Regions from separate parts of the Mus musculus genome. Here all the other regions are linked to region 1. The links are chromatin contacts, called in public Hi-C and HiChIP or PLAC-seq maps. All regions are on one chromosome and are shown on one strand. Each heading gives the region's core, a stretch centred on a gene start, on an enhancer-like site or on the middle of the called end of the contact. The rest is flanking DNA. Distances are from core to core; before and after follow the strand shown.

The links. A called contact is a pair of places that touch in the nucleus more often than the background predicts. HiChIP or PLAC-seq counts read pairs in DNA pulled down with a chosen protein or histone mark.
Region 2: a contact with region 1 is called in a Hi-C map of stem cell-derived motor neurons, with 5 times the contacts expected there. The contact joins the enhancer-like site here to the promoter of Nbea in region 1. A contact is called at or near these places in 4 of 39 promoter capture datasets (the 3T3-L1 cell line, the HPC-7 cell line, epiblast stem cells and 1 more), 6 of 484 Hi-C or Micro-C datasets (LSK cells, cortical neurons, embryonic stem cells and 1 more) and 7 of 115 datasets of contacts at active chromatin or transcription factors (craniofacial prominence, embryonic forebrain, embryonic hindbrain and 4 more).
Region 3: an HNF4G HiChIP or PLAC-seq map of pancreatic cancer cells shows a contact between it and region 1. The contact joins the enhancer-like site here to the promoter of Nbea in region 1. A contact is called at or near these places in 1 of 39 promoter capture datasets (the 3T3-L1 cell line), 5 of 484 Hi-C or Micro-C datasets (the HL-1 cell line, the MNK3 cell line, hematopoietic stem and progenitor cells and 2 more) and 1 of 115 datasets of contacts at active chromatin or transcription factors (pancreatic cancer cells).

Annotation. Positions count from the first base shown.
Region 1 is chr3:56,180,881-56,185,540 of GRCm38.p6, forward strand. It overlaps Nbea (neurobeachin), which reads right to left and starts at 2,821. Exons shown (of 58, transcript NM_030595.1): 1 at 2,092-2,821. The coding sequence starts at 2,355.
Region 2 is chr3:56,300,890-56,305,549 of GRCm38.p6, forward strand. No RefSeq gene overlaps it. Among named protein-coding and RNA genes, the nearest start is that of Gm40053, 33 kb to the left of the region's middle. Within about 2 kb of position 1,937, at least 30 of the 459 cell types and tissues checked have an H3K27ac peak or open chromatin away from gene starts, as enhancers often do. A contact at or near this core is called in craniofacial prominence, neural progenitor cells, neural tube and 1 more, where this site is marked.
Region 3 is chr3:56,259,768-56,264,427 of GRCm38.p6, forward strand. It overlaps Gm40053 (a long non-coding RNA gene), which reads right to left. Exons shown (of 3, transcript XR_867300.1): 2 at 1,101-1,235. Among named protein-coding and RNA genes, the nearest start is that of Gm40053, 7.8 kb to the right of the region's middle. Within about 2 kb of position 2,239, at least 38 of the 459 cell types and tissues checked have an H3K27ac peak or open chromatin away from gene starts, as enhancers often do. A contact at or near this core is called in the MNK3 cell line and pancreatic cancer cells, where this site is marked.

The sequences.
Region 1 (4,660 bases), core at 1,571-4,070:
CATTTTGTCATCTACTCTATATACCAAGTTCCCATCTAAAAATAAATGGTTTCCCTTAAATCCATACAAAGAGAATTTACACCTACTATTTCTATGCCAAAAATCAATCTTGGGAATTAAGGTGTACGTGACTTGGTATCACACTATTTCTAAAGTCTATAAGCTAAGAGTAAATATCTAAATAGAAAAAGAAAAATGTTTGCATCTGTCATGGCAGATTTCATTGCACTGAAGAGTTAAATTTCTTTTTAGCACAAGAGAAATACTTCACTTCCTTTTTTTAGTCTACTGTGTATCTAAAGAACCCCCATCTGTTAAGAACTGATCCAGCAGGCATGGCTGTTGCTTCAGAGTCCACACTGGTTCCACATTCAAATCAGTTTCTAGCTCGTGAGAGACCTACTGCCTCATATCAGGCTACATTGTGCATACAAGTAAGCACAGAAATGCCGTTACCACAGCATCTAAAGTAACAAATCCTATTGGCCTCAGAAAAACGGAAACACTCAAAATGTGTGTGTTCTTTAAATATACATAAATTGAGTAGCAGCTAATATGTTAATATTGTTCCTTGAGATGGCCCAGCTTTTCTTCTATAAAAAAAAAAAAAGAAGAAGAAGAAGAAGCAATAAAAATAATTATCTTTAAGAAGCAAGGTAAAACTACCTCTCACCGCTGCCACCACCACCCCCGCCCCCAGAAAATCCCATTAGTGTTTTGAAAAGAACTGGTTACACCTATAGGATGACAATCTCACAAACTTACACTGATTTTTGTGGTGACTTATTTGACGGAGTTTTGCATTCAAGCTGCAATACATACAGAGAAGCAATGGCAGGTGACCTAGCTTTGAGTTGACACACTAGCAAAAAGAAGACAAAAAGTACTCCAACTTTTCCACGAATTTCAAAGGTGCAAAAACAACAGAGTTATCTAATCCACGTCTCAGGGTACCACTGCCACAGCAGCAGTTTTCTTTCAATTTTCCAAAGGCACCAAACAGAAATAATTGCTTCTCTGAAAAGTCAGACCTCATGAGTGTTATAAAAATCCCCAGCAAGCATTTTTCTTTATATTCCTGCGACTTCACACCAAATACAATGGTCAACTGACTGTTACTGACTCACACCTTGCCTTCCCAAACCCAGCCTTACTGAATGTCAAAGGCTAGACAATGCAGAGGAAGCCGGGTTTTTAAGAAGCTTTGCTGAAGAAAGGCAAAACCAAAAACAAAAGAAATGCATTTGCAAAGCGCAAAAGCCATGACCTAGCCTCAATTATGCTCTATTTTGGCTCTTCCTCTCCTTCTGCTGGACCAAGTCATCTTCAACATTGTTTAGGTTCTCTGTAGCTAGCGCAGAACATTAAGTCATACACACTTCTGCAGTAACTCTCTTACCATGAAAGGAGCCAAAACCTAGGCTGCCTTTCAAATCTTTCTTCTGGTCTTTATCCTCAAGCCACCGCAACCATAGAAACCAACCTGTAAGATCCGGTGCCCCCCTTACATTTTAACACCTTCTGCGCCCCACACCCGTAAAGGTAAGAGATCAGCATATCTGGAGAGATACTACAAAGAGGTGAAGATTGCCTAGAGATGGAGGTAGGGGTGAGTACAGGCACAACACGCTCCATCACTGCCACGGAATGTATTTAAAGACAGATGCAAAATCTGCATCATTCGTCGTCCTCCCTGGAAAACCCAGCACCCCAGCTGCTCAAGTTGGAACCAGTGCGCTTCTCCCATTTCAGGAGCACGGGAGGGGGTGGGGGCTGGGGCGCTTGGGGGGACTCGGGCTCTAGGGGCCGGGCTGTCACCCTCTCAGAGCCACAACACGGACAATTAAGAGATGGGGAGAAGAAACTCCCAAAGGACCTGAGGGCCGCTTCACACCTCCACTCACGGCCCAGGCCCTAAGGACCGACCACTCGTCGGAAGTGCCGGGTTGAGTTGGGCACCGCGCGGGTGACAGGAGGGAGGTGGCGCGGCCGTGGCTGCGCGCGGGCGGGCGGGCGGGCGGACGGACAGGAGGCTGAGGGACGCGGGGAGGCAGGGCGCGGACGCCCGGGGTTGGGAGGGGGGGCGCTTACCAGGTTGAGCACGGTCTCCACGATGTCCCTGTTGCTGACCTCGCCGACCTGTATGAGTCCGATCAGAACGGCGAATTTCATACGGATGTTGCGGATCGGCACCGAAGGGTTGATCATGCCCGCCGGCAGCACCACCGGGCCGGAGCCGGCCGCCCCCCGAGGCTCCCCCATGGCGCCTCCGCCGCCTGCACCGCCGCCGGCCCCGACGGCCAGGAGCGCGACGGGCTGCGGCTCGAGCCCCGGGCCCGGCTTGTCGCTCGCCATCCGCCCCGCTGCTGAGGAGCTGTGCAGCGCCGCCGCGCCGCCTCCGCCGGTTCCGTTATCCCCGCCGCGGCCCCCGCCCCCCGGCCGGCGCCTCGCAGCCCCAGCATCCACCAGCGCCGCGGCGCCGGGCCCGCTCCCGTCCGCGCCTCAGCCGGGCCCGGCAGCCGTGCGCGGCGCCTCGCCGACCGCCTCCGGGGACAGCCTCAAGGGTCGCTTCCGAGGTCTCCTCCCGGGCTTGCCGCAGCTGTCTCCCCAGCGAGCTCACGGTCCGCCTCAGCGCTCGCCTCACGGAGCTCCTCGCAGATCGCCTCGGCGCTCTCTGCACCGATCTCCCCGGCTCGCTACCGCCGGCCCGGCCCCCCGCGAGGATGCCGCCTCGTCTCGCACGGCCCTCCGCCCTCCGCCGGGGGCCAAAGCTCGGGCCGCTGCCACCGGCGCCGCTGTTGTTGTGAAGCCCCGACGCCGCCGCTCACTCCGCCATGTTGCCGCCCCCTGCCTGCGGTAGCGGCCACTGCGCCTGCGCGCAGCTTGGGGGGGGCGGAGTCCTCGCTGCACCCCCTCTTTCTCCCGGCGCTCCTCCTCCGCATCCCTCACCCCTCGTCCCTCCCCCACGCGCTGGGACCGGGCCGACAGGTGAGCAGGTGCGCGGGGAGGAGTCGCGAGGGGAAGGACAGGGCTCGCCCGTCCGCTCTCCTTCCCCCTCGGCCTCGCCGTGCGGGCCACGTGCGGTGAGTGGAGGGCCACCTGCTCCCGGCCGCCTTTGCCTCCTCCTGGTCCACCTTGGGTCCGCGGCCCCACCTCGCTGCGGGGGTCTGGAGACAGGCCCAATGTCGCCGGGCTCTTGCCACAGCCCGTGGAGAGGCTGACACCTGCTCACACGGGCGCGGCTTAAAATAGATGCTGTCAAACCGGGAGCCTCTCTGCCAAGCTAGTTCTTGAACTCGCCTCCCTGACTACCCTCATGAGGTGGTTGGGTAGGTGCAGCAAATCCCCTGCTAGAAATCCCCAAAGATCCTCAGGTATGATGCCAGTGGGTGGGTGATCTCCCTTTTCCATAGGCGTATGAGGTTCACAAGAATTGTATGAATTATCAAAATACATTGGAGGTCCTCACGACCAGCCTTAGTCCGTGAGAAAATTTCAATTGAAAACATTATAACACGCACATGGCAATATCTCTGATGGCACTGAGTTAAAACCACGTAAGTATGACTGGTGGTTTCTTCCTTGACATCAAGGATATAGTTTCTTTAATATTTCAAGTGGTCAGCCCTTTTCGATAAAGACATATTGCCAGTCACCAGAAACATTAGAAATCCTAAGGTGTATTCAAATCATTTAAATTGTCATCCCAAACAAAGAAATGGTCAGTATACAAATGAATCATAATGCATAATTTATTACTATTCATCTTCTTTGACTGGTAACTCCCATGATACAGGATCTTATAAACATTTCAAAAGTACCATAGGGCAAACTTTCTTAATACCTGTATTTTCAATTAGTTCTTGGTTATATGTTTATTAGTGGTACAAACTCCCACTGAATTGATTAATTTTTTAAAGTAGTTGCACAAAAGTACCTGAAAAAAGTGGTAAATTGGTATGTCTATTTAAACAAAATAGTAATGGAATTATAACATGCTTACATCATTAAAACTGCTTGAGGAATTTGCAGAGCCTTAAGACTTCAGAGTTTGGCAATTAAGAATTCCAGTGATACTAGATGGTTGTGGAGCAAGCCTTTAACCCCAGCACTAGGGAGGTAGAGGCAAGCAGATCTTTAAATTCCAGGACAGCCCTGTCTACAGATTTTAGTTCCAGGACAACCAGGGCTACACAGAGAAACCCTGTATTAGAAAACAAAAACAATAAAAAGAACTGTGACTTTTAGAACTACCAACAATTTCTGTGCCTGGCTCAGGCAAGCATCATCTAGTTCTATAAGAACTACTTCAGTTGCAAATTTAAAATGCCATATCTCTCTTAAGTTATAAAATCCAAGCTGAAAGGTTATCTTAATCTATATATACACACACACATACATATCTGATGTGTACATATATGAAGTACATATAAATAGATATACAGTAAGTTGTACTTCTTGCTTTATTCTAGACATCTTGAATGAGAGCTTTGAGAGAGACTGACAACCTGATCTTCCCTTTTCCTTTTTTAGTGCATAGCTTGACACCCCTTTGACTGCTCTTAATTTTCTGTTATGTGTCTCAGGCAATAGGTGTGTTCATTTCAGTTTTGTTTTCCTTGTTCGTTTTCAGTTACTGGAGATGAAGAACAGGTAAAGA
Region 2 (4,660 bases), core at 687-3,186, 120 kb after region 1:
TGTTAGCTGGTTTGTGCCTGCAGGAATGGATGTGGGTTTGTTGGAGTGGATCTCCTATGCTCTTCTGTCATGCCATGTGGCATCTCACCAAAAAGACTGCCTCCAGATACATGATGGCACTCTGCCTTGAGGTTCCCAACCTCCAGATGGTGAGAAACACATTTCTACTCTTTCTAAATAACTCCCTTATAAAAATTCTGTTAAAGGGGACACAACATACTAGGACTCCACAAACATTCAGAATCACTCATAAATAGGACCAAATTTTAAATCCAGTCATCAGGTTCTCTTAAAAAATGTAAAAACTGAAGATAATTAAGACATTAATTGTATTTTGTTCCATACCATTTGGTGAGAATATAGGAACAACTGATTTTAGGGAAAAAATGTTTTCAATTTCTAAACAATAAAACATTGCAGGGTACACATTTCCCACTGAGCAGCGCTCCCTCTGTGGCTTTTGCTGGTTAAAAACTATATCACTATACTGGCATTACTCATTTCTAATTCAGATTTCAGCTATGCCATAGGTCTTATTTGTATTTAATGCTATTTTTATTTTCGAACCTTTCATTTATTCGCTAGTATACTGAAAAAAACTAAACACTACTTCTCTAACATAGAAGTCCTTTAAAAATAAGAAACAGGGATAAAAGTTAAATATTTGCACGGAGGCCATAAAGTTAAAAGATCTGATTTACTGTTGTTTGCTTGTTATAAAAAATGTTTGCACTGTGCCATACAGAGTAGAACACTGAGACAAAAAGGATAAGATTATAAAAAGGAAGTAGGAACACAGGTAAGCATCCTTTAAAAGGTGGCTGTTTGCAGTTATTGTGCATGAATGACTATGTGACCTATTGGGCTCCTCTTGTGTGTTTTATCTCCCTTGACCTTTCAGTGTTGGGGAACTAGATCATTGTCACCTCTTGAGTGTTGCTTGTTAAAACAGGTAGGACTTAACTCCAGGAGATTCTCAAAGTATCAGTAATAGCGCCACACAGACATGAGTTTCGCTGATGGAACTGATATAGTCTATTACGCAATATGTTTGAAATAATTATATTCCTCTCCATATACCTTTCTGACAATCTTAGAGAGAAAACTGTGTCTACTTATGGTATTGAGAAAGTGTGTAATGTCTATTACTGAATGGACCTACTTTATTTTATTTTTCCAGAAAGTGTTAGACACTAGAGAGCAGAAAGGTAGGTGCTCTGGAACAGTTCAGGTACTATAGTTACTGAAAGGACAATAGAAGCTGTATACTGTGGTTCACACCTGTAACTAACACTTGGGAGACTGAGGCAGGAGATTGTGAGTCTAAGACAAGCTTGAACTGTACTGTGAAACCCTGTCTTGGAAATGAAGCCTAACCAGGTGCTATATACAAAGATGCTAGGAAAAGAAGCTTCTGGAAGTGCCCTGACTTTAAGATGATCATTTAATGTCATGATTCTTATTCTGATTATTTTTATTATTAACAATCAAGTAGCCAAACTCTGCCGAGGACAAAGTCCCCATTTAAGGAAGGGAAGAAATGCACTGCTTTGCCTGTTTAAATTAAGAGTTGAGAGCTTGCCAAAGGACAGGGCTAGGATTCCCCTGCAGCAATAAATACTGTTATGGATTAAAGAAAAAAGCATTTCCTAAAGTGCACTTTTATAAATTGGAAGCAGATGCAGTAACATTAGCATGCGCTCTGACTCCAAGAGGAACTCATTTGGAAGCACCAAGGAGTGGGGAACCAGAGATCAAACCTGAAAAGAAGCTAATGGGTCCAAGAGCTTTGTTTTAACAAGAGGTAGTCACAGTCGTCTGTGGCCTCAGTTTGTGCACACGCAAAGAGAATATTTATCTTCCCAGCAGGGGTGTATTGTCTTTCTCTGACTTATGGTGGAGAGTTCACTGCTCAGTCACCTTTGTTCAGACATCTCCATTTGTTCTCAGGATCTGACAAGGAGTGTTTTAAAGTGGCTGTGAACCCAATGTACTTTTTGGTAACCAGCCAATGCAATGCAAATGAGCACCCCAAATATTCCTCCCTGAGCAGAATTTAAGGCATGTAGGTTGCCTGGGGAGCTGATTTGCATGTCAATCCCTTTGGTCTTCCTACTCAGAATGACATAGCTTGGTAGCTAGATCACAGTGCAAGGAGCACAGTGGGAACTTTCACTTGCCCTAGAACGAGGGCCTGCTCCCCATCTTTGGGACAGTGTCTTGCCGCTTCTTTCTCCTGTAGGTGGGATTCCCCAGAGTCAACAAAGCTTTTCGGTTTTCTTGGAAAACTATCCTAATCTCTCCTTTGTTTTACTTCCCTCAGATTGCCACAGCACATGCGTAAGTAACTCCAGGGCATTTCAAACTTCCACGAAGTTTGCTACTTGCCAGTGATCATCTTTAATGATCACAACAAAGCCGACCATTAACGATGGGGAACAGTGAAAGATGACTCCTGTTCCCACATTGTACCCATGTTTTTAGAAAAACTTTAGAAAAGATGTCAGGGGCTTGCTTTATTCATCTCTGAGCAAATGGGTGCTCCACTATGTTTATTTGCAGTGGCCTCTGTTGTGCATTAACATTGGGCCTTTTTCAGTAGTTTCTACTCTGTGTTTACTCAGAGCTCATTATGTGTGGAGAAGCTACCACCAACACACGAAGGTTTAATCATACACTTGACATGCCTTCCCAACCATACGCTGGAGGAAAGCACTGGGCTTCTGGCAACTCAGCCTTGGTCATATAACTGGAAATGTCTTACAGAGGGATGTAGATCTGGGAACTGTGCTCTTTGAACAGAGCAAGCTTTTGGAGTCACCGATATCTTTTCTTGATATGTATCTAAAGTTGACAACTTTTTTATTAATTGGATATTTTCTTTATTTACGTTTCAAATGTTATCCCCTTTCCTGCTTTCCTTTCCTCCCGGAAACACCCTATCACATCCTCCCTCTCCCTGCTTCTATGAGGGTGTTTCTCCACCCATCCATCCACTCCTACCTCCTCGCCCTCAATTCCCCTACACTGGGACATCTATCAAGCCTTTTAGGACCAAGGACCTCTCCTCCCATTGATGCTCGACAAGGCCATCCTCTGCAATGTATACAGCTAGAGCCATGTGTACTCCTTGATAGCTTAGTCCCTGGGAGTTCTTGGGGTGCTGGTTGGTTTATATTGTTGTTCTTCCTGTGGGGTGGCAATCCCCTTCATCTCCTTCCGTCCTTTCTCTAACTCCTCTATTGGGGATCCTGTGCTCAGTCCAATGGTTGGCTGCAAACATCCATCTCTATTTGTAAGGCTCTGGCAGGGCCTCTCAGGAGACAGCCACATTAGGCTCCTTTCAGCATGCACTTCTTGGCATCCACAGTAGTTTCTGGGTTTGGTAACTGTATATGGGATGAATCCCCAGGTGGGACAGTCTCTAGGTGGCCTTTCCTTCAGTCTCTGCTCAACACTATATCTCCATATTTGCTCCTGTGAGTATTTTGTTCTCCTTCTAAGAAGGACCGAAGCACCTACACTTTGCTCTTCCTTCTTATTGAGCTTCATGTGGTCTGTGAATTGGACCACTTTTGATGTTAAAAATTAAAATATACCCATCATAAGAAAACTAGAACATCACTGTAACTTTTATATGCAACAGTAGTTGGATGTTTTCTTTGGAATATAAAAGGAGAGGTAGAAAGAAGGCAGAAAAATAGATTAAGGCTTTAAAGAGATACAGAACACCAATTAATTAATAAGATTTATACCAACGTAGTGATTGAATATATATTTTATGTTTTCTTGAATATCTACTAAATGACAGCAGAAAAATAGAAAGAGAATGAACCTAAAAGACAAAAAGGGGCAGCTGCTGACTAGAGATGCTATTTAACATTTGGCAGTTAGGAAGTACACAGAGCCAGTGCAGTGCCTGATGCTTGCTACCCACATGGCTCAAAAGGCTGAAGCAGGACTGTTAAGAGGTTGAGGCCACCCTGCTATGAGTGGACGTTTCTGATTGTGTCATATGATGTAGACTCACATGGTGTCTTGCTGAGTCGGACTCACATGGTGTTTTGCTATGGTTAGACCCATGAGAGGACACGTGATGCTTGAAGAGTATATAAATAGGAGTCAATGGACAGTGACAGGGTGCTTGCAGAGCTATCCTTGCAAGGCTCCCTTGGTCTCCAGTCTTTGCTGGTTCTGGTTACTCCCACTGACTTGTGCCAATTTATTGGAGGCCTGGCTGTTTCTGCTGGATTGTGTCACTGCTGCTGATTCATGTTTGCTATCCTGATACTACTGAGCTGGACTGCTGGTATCCTGACAACTATCGTTTTCTCCCCTACCTTTAGACAGCGGGCCTGAAGTAGGGTTGGAATGTTTGAGAACCCTTATTCAAAGTAGGTTTTGAAAAATCTAAGCCTGAATTGCTGAGTAAAATCTGAGGTGATACTTCTATTTTCTAGAGCAAGTGCTTTATCCTATAGCTGTTTATGCTTTCAGTAGAACTTTAGAGTAAAATTGAAACTGAAACAAGGCTTAAATTTACTGAATAAACAGGGCTCAGTTTACTGAATGAGACATTTCAAAAGTATAACTTCTAATGTGACTTCATTCCAGGGGTAATAGGACTGAGGAGGCAATTTTGTTGCTTTTATAGCTGTTA
Region 3 (4,660 bases), core at 989-3,488, 78 kb after region 1:
AATGATTTCTTTGACTAATGCGGTAAATTATCTGTTTATATTTTAGTTCATATTTATATCAGAATTAGAGTTTCATTAATGATTTGTATGAATTATTCACATAATGGCTAGAAAGATTTTGTAGATTATGACATTTCTCACTTTTAATTTAACTAATTTGGTTCTTCCTAACACAGGGAAGTTTTCAATATTTGTAAAGTCAAATATGTCTGTCTTTTACTTTGTAGTTTCTTTTATATTTTGTATTTAGAGAGTTTTGCCCATCCAGATACACACACACACACACACACACACACACACACACACATATATATATATCTTTTATTCCAACATTCTTCAACTATAAGAAGAATAAAAAATCATGAGAAAAATGTTAAAGTATATGTATGCCTAGTATAACTTCTAGCTGATCAGAGAAAGAAGAGAGGAGATATGTTCTAATGTTCAAACAGATAAAATAAAAACAGAATGAGGCTGTACACAGTGTGTAACATTTATAACACCTCACTGCCAGATGCTGTGTTAAGGGCATTATTTCTTAGACTCTCCACAACCATTTCTCTTAGGCCATTTTAAAGATGGAGAGATGAAGGCGTAGAAAGGTTAGTTATGTCGCTTTAAGTTAGATGCAGCTACACAGTGATGAAAAATACTTTGCTTTCAGACTGCCAGCCTCTTCACCCACCATGATGTCACTGTAGAACTATTTTCCTGGAGCCCTGAAGGTTCTTTTTTTCCAGTTAGATTTGTTTATTTTTATTTTATATGTATAAGTATTTTGCCTGTATACATCTATGTGTAACATGTGGGTACCTAGTGCCCTGTGAGGCCAGAAGAGGGCATCAGTTCCCTGGAACTGCAGTTACAGGTGATTTCATGCCATCATGTGGGTGCTGGGAACTGAATCTGTGTCCTCTGCAGGAACAAAAAGTGCTTTAATCATGGAGGCATCCTTATAGGTTCTTTGCTTTGTGAAAATCCTGTCCATTACAGAACCCTGGCTTTAGCTAACACATTTGTTGCAGTTAAATCTTGGGCTGAGATCTAGGATTGTATAAAAAGGAAAGAGATAGTGAAGGACCAAAATTCAACTCTCTCACCTTCGAGATTGTGAGTGTAATGTGAACAGCTATTTCATGGTCCTGCCGCCATGTCTGTCGGGTTGTGATGGACTGTGCTCCCCAATGTCAATCCAGATAAACCACTTCTCCCTTACATTGCATTTGTCTGGAATTCTGTAACAAAATGAGAGAAGTAAATAATAAAGTATTGATTAATAATAGCACAAAAGATTTGATACATATCTGCCAATCGATCGTCACATTGTCTTGTAGGAATGCATGCCACTTGGAACCTGTACCTTGAGAGGAAAGAGAAGAAAGAGCAGCAGATGTTAAGTAATGAGTAACTGTATATGCTGTTTCATTGGTAGCTGCTTGTAACTGACACTGCCAGGACCATTATGTGATTTGTGAAAATTCAGCACACAGATGATTCTGTTTACATCATACGTGTGAGCAGAATTGCGGGTATTCTTTAGATCCTTCCATGAAACTGGTTTTTGTTGTTGTTGTTTTGTTTTGTTTTTACCTAAGTCCTCATTGTTTGGTCAATGCTTGGCTAAGACAATCTGTGCATTGGGTCATCTTGTGTTGAGGTGCACTATGTGAAAGTTGGATCTGAATATTCAATTGTTGATTGCTCATCAGAGAGCTGAGTACTGGCCTGATTTTAGTATTATTTTCCTTATGGCTCATCACCTACCTTGCTGTTTTGTAAACACTCTTCCTTCCTTACCTGTTGATTGGCTTAATAAAAATCTGACAGCTGATAGCTAGGCAGGAAAGGGAAGGTAGGATGTCTGGGCTGAGAGAGGGTCTCTGGGAAAAGAATCAGAGGGAGAGGATTCACTCGTGGGAACTGGGAGCAGAAGGCTGTGAACATCAGCAAAGAAGTAGAGCTGGCCATGTGGCAAGACATAGGGCCAGAATTAGTTGGTTTAGAGTAGCTGTGAGGGACTCCAAGTTAAAGGCCTAAGCTGCTACAAACATTAATAAGTCTCAGAGTCATTATTTAAGCATTGTCGAGTCCATGAAAATCCAGCTTCATAGAATAGGCAATAAATGCCATACTGCACAGGAAAAATGTCAAATAATTTAGAGTTGTATTTTGAAGCCTTTGGAATCTGTGCTTGGGGCCAGACTCTCATTTGCAGACTCCACTTCCAGGATCCCCAAAATTCTTTTCACGGCATTTGGCTACAGGCTCAGGCCCACAGTCCACAGGAATGTGATGTGATACTGAGCATTTTGTGGTAGAAAATAAGTTGAGAACTATTTCTCTTAACTATTCAATTATGCTTCCCTTAAGAGGATATTATCAGATTATTGTGTACATGCCTGACAAATACAGCTTTTTAAAAAAATCAATATGTGGTATATAATATGCAACAACACAGAGTTATCTCAGTGAGTCCTTATTAAATAAAGTTTTAAAATTTAATATTTGAGATCTCCATTATACCCCATTACATAGTTGTGTGTAATGTTTTTGTAATGTTAATTCTTCCCTGTACTGCATTGAGCACACTTTCAAAAACCACAAGACTCCTGTGAGTCACAGGAAATGCAACATAGAAAACCTATTGTCCTAGATACCTCCAAACACCGCATTTCTTGGAAACAATTTTCACTCAGTAACTACTGCAGTGGAAGAATAGAGGCTGGTGACCTCATGGCTTGATCATTTTAATTTGGACAGAAAGTGATTTATAGTCACCTTTTCTGGTTCTAAGTAAATTTGTCTTTTCTTAGGTATATAGATGAATGATAAATGTTTAGCCATTTAAACTCATGCTAGTTCTTGGCTTAATATTTAACATGCTCTATATAAGATAGTTCTAAATAAGATCATGACCCAAGAGCTTATTCTATGTATAGAAGTTAGCTTAGAACATCACGCCTATAATAAATAAAATTATGTTATGGTTTTTGTTATTCAGTGAACAGATTTAGTAGTCTGCTTTTATTTCTAATGAATGTGTCTTTGACTTGAAACAAAGCATTCATTGTTTTTTTCCTCTGAAATTAGCTGGTCAGATTTCTTTAATTCTTAAAAATGTAAAGCATTGTTATAATGGATAACTATTAGGAAACATATAGTTGAATTTGATTATACAGAGTTAACACAGCCTAGTTTATACAGGATTAACACAGCCTAAATCCCCCATTTGAGATTTTCACATGGTCCTGTGAAGGAGCAATAGAAGATATTGGAAAATAAAATATTTTACAGTCTCCAGAAATAAGAGGAGTGGACAGGGGTTACATTTTCTTACCAGGTATTCCACAATGCTACCACAAGGAAGAGGTCTTTGCAGAAACACTGAATGCTCAAGTTACTCTGTCCAGGATACCAGGTGATTTCATAGAAATGTACATGCATAATAATTAGTATTTAAAGCATTACATGGGTTACACAACACATTGTCAAGGGCTGTGAGACATGGGGACCATTCACAATATTCTGTTGTCCATGCATGAGCATGCATATGAATCAGAAGATCAGCAGCTGAGATATTCTTTAATCTTCTATTTTTGGATATGAACTTACAATTTTCCTGGTCTCTATTTTTTCTACTTCATTTTGAAATTTTGATTTTAAATACTTAATTCTTTGAGAATTTTGTGCAGTATATTTTGATCATATTCACCTGTCCCAGTTCACTCCCACCTCCTTTCCCTATCCCTAAATTTATGCCCTTCTTTTTTCTTTTCGTTTCTTTTTTTAACTACGAGTCCAATTTGTGATGCCCAAATACCCTTGGGCATGGGATTATCTTCCAGAGTATGAATGACTAACAGGAATCGAAGCCTTAAGACAAGCAAACAAACCCAACTTTTCCTCTCCCCAAAGCTATCAATAGCTATTCAACCAGGAGTTGGACATTGCACTCATCCCTCTCTCCATGCCGGTATTATCTCCATTGAACTTGTATAGGTATGGTGCATGATATCTCAACTGCTCTGAGACAGTGATGTTGCAACTGCCCTGCTATATCTGGGAATCACTTTTTGTTCTAGTTATCACTGCCTCTAGTTCTAACAATCATTCTGACCTCTCTTCAAAAATGATCTCTGAAAGCTGGGAAAAAGGGTGTGATACAGATGTCCCATTAAGTGGTAAACAGAGTCTCCTATTCTCTGCTTATTGATCAGTTATGGGTCTCTGTATTAATCACTGTATTAGCTAGGGTTTTAGAGAGGAACAGAACAGATATATTGTCTTATATATAGATTCATACATGCATTACATACACACATATATGTAATATATGCATTTTACACATATATGTAGTTTGTGATTATATGTATTCTATATGTGTGTGTGTATATATATATATATATATATATATATATATATATATATATATATATATATTTGGCTGTCTACCAATTAAAGTTCTAAGAGTTCAGTAGTTGTTCAGTCCATGAGGCTAGATATCTCAGATAGTCTTTAAGATATGCAGAATCCTGAAGAAATAGCCTCTAATGAAAGAGTAAACTTGCCAGCGTGAGGGAAAGCAGGCAAAAAGCAAAAGCTTCCTCCTTCCATGCCCTTTATATAGGCTGTCATCAAAAGGAGGATTCCACCTCAGAAG